Regions from separate parts of the Mus musculus genome. Here region 1 is linked to region 2. A link is a contact called in public HiChIP or PLAC-seq data. All regions are on one chromosome and are shown on one strand. The core of a region is the stretch at or near the end of the contact, and the rest is flanking DNA. Distances in the headings are between cores, read along the strand shown. Region 1 holds the start of Aloxe3 (arachidonate lipoxygenase 3). Region 2 has its middle 9.9 kb from the start of Gm51902.

Evidence for each region. HiChIP or PLAC-seq counts read pairs in DNA pulled down with a chosen protein or histone mark.
Region 1: an H3K27ac HiChIP or PLAC-seq map of microglia shows a contact between it and region 2, with 4 times the contacts expected there. The contact joins the promoter of Aloxe3 here to the enhancer-like site in region 2. A contact is called at or near these places in 2 of 39 promoter capture datasets (hippocampal neurons and liver), 1 of 484 Hi-C or Micro-C datasets (pre-B cells), 2 of 115 datasets of contacts at active chromatin or transcription factors (embryonic stem cells and microglia) and 3 of 9 other capture datasets (adipose tissue, liver and pancreatic islet).

The regions. Positions count from the first base shown.
Region 1 is chr11:69,124,977-69,127,676 of GRCm38.p6, forward strand. Aloxe3 (arachidonate lipoxygenase 3) reads left to right here and starts at 1,401. Exons shown (of 15, transcript NM_011786.2): 1 at 1,401-1,573; 2 at 2,350-2,554. The coding sequence starts at 1,427. It overlaps n-TKctt27 (a tRNA gene), which reads right to left and starts at 272; the gene lies at 200-272.
Region 2 is chr11:68,938,596-68,941,295 of GRCm38.p6, forward strand. It overlaps a transcript of Arhgef15 not described here. Among named protein-coding and RNA genes, the nearest start is that of Gm51902, 9.9 kb to the left of the region's middle. Within about 2 kb of position 1,271, at least 351 of the 459 cell types and tissues checked have an H3K27ac peak or open chromatin away from gene starts, as enhancers often do. A contact at or near this core is called in adipose tissue, embryonic stem cells, hippocampal neurons and 3 more, where this site is marked.

The sequences.
Region 1 (2,700 bases), core at 151-2,650, 190 kb after region 2:
TACTCTCTTTGATGTATTCCTCGTTTGTATAGCTAGTACTTTAACGTAATGCTGTTCCCTCTTCTGATTGTTCGGAACTTACGTTCAATTTACATTTCCTTTTAAAAAGAATGCAATTACTTTGTTATTATAGAGCTATTGTCAAACAAGACAGCCTAACAATAGTGTTTGTAAGTGCAGATTCCCACAAAAAGCTAAGCGCCCGAACAGGGACTTGAACCCTGGACCCTCAGATTAAAAGTCTGATGCTCTACCGACTGAGCTATCCGGGCTCTTAGCAAAGCTCTCCACTTTTGCCTAAATGAATTTATTATGATACCTACGTATTCTTGTGTGTATTTAAAGGATGAAGTTCGTTTTTGTCCGAGACTCTGACTTACTGAAACCTAGTCGCTAACGCCTCGGCTTTTATTAGAAGTTAAGGAGGGCAGGAGCGCCACTCAAGCAGGAATCTAGAGGTGCCTAGACCAGCCACGCGGGGCCGCTGCGGGCCACAGGTTTCCCCGGTAGAGTCTATTTTTTTTCTTCCCTGGTCCTTGTGACCTATATCTTGGACACCTAGGGCATACAGGGTGCCTCCCACGGTTCAGCAGGCTGGCTGAGGGAGGACCTGGAGCGTAAAGAATGTCACATGAGGGCCTCCAGATGCTGTCGGGCAGGCTTCCACTCACTTGGCAGGCAGGTCCTATCTCAAAGGAGTGATTGAGGTCGGGAATAACAAAAACTGGAGACAGAGAGAAGACTAGACTTTAGGAGGAGATGGGTGGGTCGGTGGCAGGAAGGAGAACATGATGGCCTTGTCACGTGCTAAGATGTGTGTTATTCACTTGATTGTTGATGAGGTCACCTGGCATTTATGAATTGGTGCAGCTTTCCGATGCACGGTGTGATTCACGTGGGTGATTCACATGTAGGAATTCTGGTGTTCTGGTGCCCATTTCTGGTTTGGAAATAGGAGGAAAAGGCTCTAGGTGGAATCTGGGGAATGGGTGAACATGGGCTTCAGGACATTAGTCAAGCCACTGATCAGACACAAAGTAGTGTCCCAACACGCGTCACCTCCTCCCTGTCTTCCACTTGCCACTTGGTCCCTCCTTCCTTATTCCCTCCCTCACCAATGGGCCCAGGCTTCTGATATCCATCTGGATGAGCCAGCCAGAGGGACAGGCTGTGTCAGAGGCATGCAAACAAGTATTAGGGTGCAAGTCGGTGGGTGGGGATAGTACTCCCGAGCTACCAGCGGAGCTGCCGTGAGAGATCGAGAAAGAGAGAGAGCGCGCGCGAGCCCAGGAACGTCCTAGAGCTGGATCCTTCCTCAGGCCCACCCTTCCCCAGCCCCCAGCCTCCTGCCCAGGAGCTGACTCTCTCTTACCTGTAGCGTACCTTCTCTAGGCTAGCTACTGGTTTGGGGTTATTGGGTCCAGTCATGGCAGTATATCGGCTGTGTGTGACCACTGGTTCCTACCTGAAGGCTGGCACATTGGATAACATCTATGCTACATTGGTAGGCACCTGTGGTGAAAGCCCTAAGCAGAAGCTGGATCGCGTAGGCAGGGACTTCGCCTCTGGATCGGTGAGTACAGAGGAGAGATGGGGAACCTGAAGGAAGTGAGGATTATTCTTGTTGGATTCGTCAAGTCCTGCTGAACTCAGGATGCCTGCTATGTCCTGTGATCATTTTCTTTGACATCCCTGACTTTTGGGAGACGATAAACCATACCAATTGTTCTGAGACAGGGCTGTGGGGAAGGGCATTTGGAATGGATTCTGGGGACTTCCCCTAACTTCCTGGCTTCTCCTATCATTGTTGTTATTGTTATTATTTTCTGTGGTTTTTCCAGACAGGGTTTCTCTGTGTAGCCCTGGCTGTCCTAGAACTCTCTGTGTAGACCAGGCTGGCCTTGAACTTAGCAATCTGACTGCCTCTGCCTCCTGAGTGCAGGGGGAATTAAAAGCCACCACTGCCTGGCCTGGCTCCTCCCCTAATTGACACTAGGCTTTGACCAAATTGATTCCTCTGATCAGATCATGGGTCTCCTGTTCTTTGGGAGGGGTCTGCTTTGTCGGTCGCTAGTTTAGTTTGCTAATGACCCTACATGAAAGTGAACTACTGGCAGTGAGGGTAGGAATCCCTACAAAAATTCACTCAGGCACTGAGTATGGTGCCTGCTCCTCTCTGGATGGAGACGGGCTCTTTCTCTCAATCACACAAAGGAACCACATGGATCAACGACTGCTCAGGCCAATATCCCAGAAAGGTAGCGGTGTTGATGCACACTTCAGAGTGCAAAGATGTCCTCGACAGTTCCTGGTTGCTCAAAGGCCTGCTTGCTGCTTCCCTCACTCCAGGTTCAGAAGTATAAGGTGCGCTGTGAAGCAGAGCTGGGTGAGATCTTGCTGTTGCGCTTACACAAGGAGCGCTTTGCTTTCTTCTGCAAGGACCCTTGGTACTGCAGTCGAATCTGTGTCACTGCCCCCGATGGCTCTGCTGTCCACTTTCCCTGCTACCAGTGGATCGATGGCTACTGTACTGTGGAGCTGCGGCCAGGAACAGGTGGGCAAGGGACAGAGACTGCACAGTACTGCAGAGGCTTCGTGTGAGGTTAGGAATGGAGTCTCACAGAACTCGGCGCGTAGGGAATGTGACTGGGGTTAGGAATGCCGGGATCCCAAAGCAACAGTGTCTGATAAAGAGCACTG
Region 2 (2,700 bases), core at 21-2,520:
TGTCTCTGTATTTTTAAAAGTGGTATGTTTCTTTAATTATGTAAAATACAAGATGTTGATGTTTCATAGAGATTGTAACTGCAGCATTCTTTAATTCTTTCTGGCGTTTGTCATAATTGTTATTTAAAGAATAGAGTATGTATTACATGTAAACATGATCTTTTCCTAGTTTGAATAAATTCCAAGGTAACTGAAGAAAAGAATCACAGGTTAGCAGAGCTTGATGGTAGACATGCGGAAGCTCAGCCCCGGGGAAATGAAGGCAGGAAGACTGTAGATCTAAGGCAAGCCTAGATGACATATACTGAGTTCCAGGACAGCCTCAGAGACAAGGTGAGGCTGTGTTTCAAAACACAAGGCTTGGTATGGTCGTGTATGCCTTTAACCCCAGCACTCAGGAAGCAGAGACAGGTGGATCTCTTTGAATTTGAGGCCAGCTTGTTCTACATTTCAAGTTCCAGGCCAGCCAGGAGCACATAGTGAGACCCTGTTTCAAACAAACAAAAATAACTAATATTTGGCTACTTATTAAACACCAACTATGTATTGAGCATTGCTCTCAGCACCTTATGCATATTCTTTTTAAGCCTCTCAATAATCCTGTAAGTCACATATAAATATCGTCATCATTATTGTGTGAATCAAGGAACTGAGGCACCGAGTTGAGAAGCCAAGCGATACAGCTTACAAACTGTAGAGTGGGTGTTAGAACACAGGCCAGCCAGCTCCAGGGTGCAGGTTCAAATTCCTGCCTTAACATTTAGCTTGCCATGGCCGTAAACCACCTTTCCTAAGTTCTCCTACTTGGTATTCTTCATGTGTATCTTCAGAGATTCATCCCTGTAACAGATTAACTACCCATAAAACTGCTCAGAGAATCCCTGCATTCTCAATTTAACTAGATGGTAAATTAACAGAATAACATCTGAGTTTGGTTCAGTGAATCACGGGACCAGGTTGGAGGAGAGGCAGGGTCATGTGATTTTACTGGTTTTGTTTGAGGGCTGAGTCTCACCGTGTATAATTCAGGCTAGCCACAAAAGTGCCACAACGCCAATGAATAAAGGACAGACCTATGTAGTGGGTTTGGCCCACTAACGCTAATTACACTCCCCCCCAAAAAACCTGCTTACACAAGTGTCTGCACAAAGCTTCTGGGAACCTGACCCTGCTTCGTTCTGATTGGTAAAGATGCGGGCAGCCAATGGCTGGGCAGGGCAGACAGAGGCGGGACTTTAGGATTTCCGGGTTTGGGATTGGCAAGAGAGAGAAGGGGGAGGAGATCCACCATAGCAGGAGAGTGTGGAAGAGAGAAGAGATGCCAAGCCTCAGAGTGTTCAGGACAGAGAGGCTTGGCGGCCATGTGAAGAAGCCGAGAGATCCCTCTGGGTCCAGAGCAGCCAAGATAGAATTTAGAGTTTAGTAAGTAATAACTCGGGATTATTAGCAGGAGGTGGATTCATTTCGTGGAGGTTGGGCAGTGGCCTAGGATAGAGCTGATTAAAGCATGTCAAAATATAAAGGCTGTGCGTGTGGGTCTTCCATTCTCGAATGTAAAGCGTTGAGGTGTGTAGCAAACCCGCTGCCAGGATCTATATAATATTTTATTCAACAGATTTAACTCTGTACAAAGTGGAATTTATTGGGAGGTAGGGAAGATTTGCTGACAGAATCAGATTCTGAGTAGTAGCTAAAATAAGCAGATCACTGTGAGGGAGGGTGTGTATTTTGGTTAGGACAAAGTGTTTTTATTCAAGATCAAATGTATTTGGTTCACCTTAACCAAAGGAAGAGTGAAGCACATTCCTGGTGCAGGTCATACAACTCCGTAGATTGCCTTAGCTGTTTGTATCTGTGTATAATTTACCAAGAAAGCAGACTCGGTTACTTTGGAGCAATTCTGTGATTGACCTGCCTTGCTTGGCTTCCCATGGTGCAACCCCAGCATCCAAATAAACTAACTATTAAGGAAAGCTTCATTTATTTACTTGATTAGTTAGTCTGTTTGAGACAGGGTTTCTCTGTGTAGCCTGGGCTGTCCTAGAACTCACTCTGTGGACCAGGCTGACCTCATATTCACAGAGATCCAGCTGCCTCCGCTTCTGCCTCTCGAGTGCTGGGATTAAAGGTGTGCACCCCCGTGCCTGGCAAGGCAAGCTATATTTTAACTCACTAGCTACGCTTGCTTGCCCTGGTGCTCTAGGGCTGTGGCAGAGCAGAGGTTGCAGAGCAAAACCTCATGTTGGATAGGAACCAAAAGAAAAAATCACCAAGGTTCCACTCTTCCCTTCAAAGGTTGTCAGTGCCCAGGTTACTTCTTCTTTCTTTAAAAAAAAAAAAATTATTTATTATTATATCTAAGTATACTGTAGCTATCTTCAGACACACCAGAAGAGGGTATCTGATCTCATTACGGATGGTTGTGAGCCACCATGTGATTGCTGGGATTTGAACTCAGGACCTTTGGAAGAGCAGTCAGTGCTCTTAACAGCTGAGCCATCTCTTCAGCCCAGTGCCCTAACTTCTATTAGGTTCCACTTTTTAAAGGTTTCTCCCACCAGCTAACCTTGACTAAGCCTTCAATCCATGCCCTTCAGGGGACATTTAAGATCCAAACCTGTGGGATATGGTGGCACAGGTATGGAATCCTCGTATTCAGAAGGCCAAAGCATAGGGTCAGAGCCATCCTGAGCTCCTACT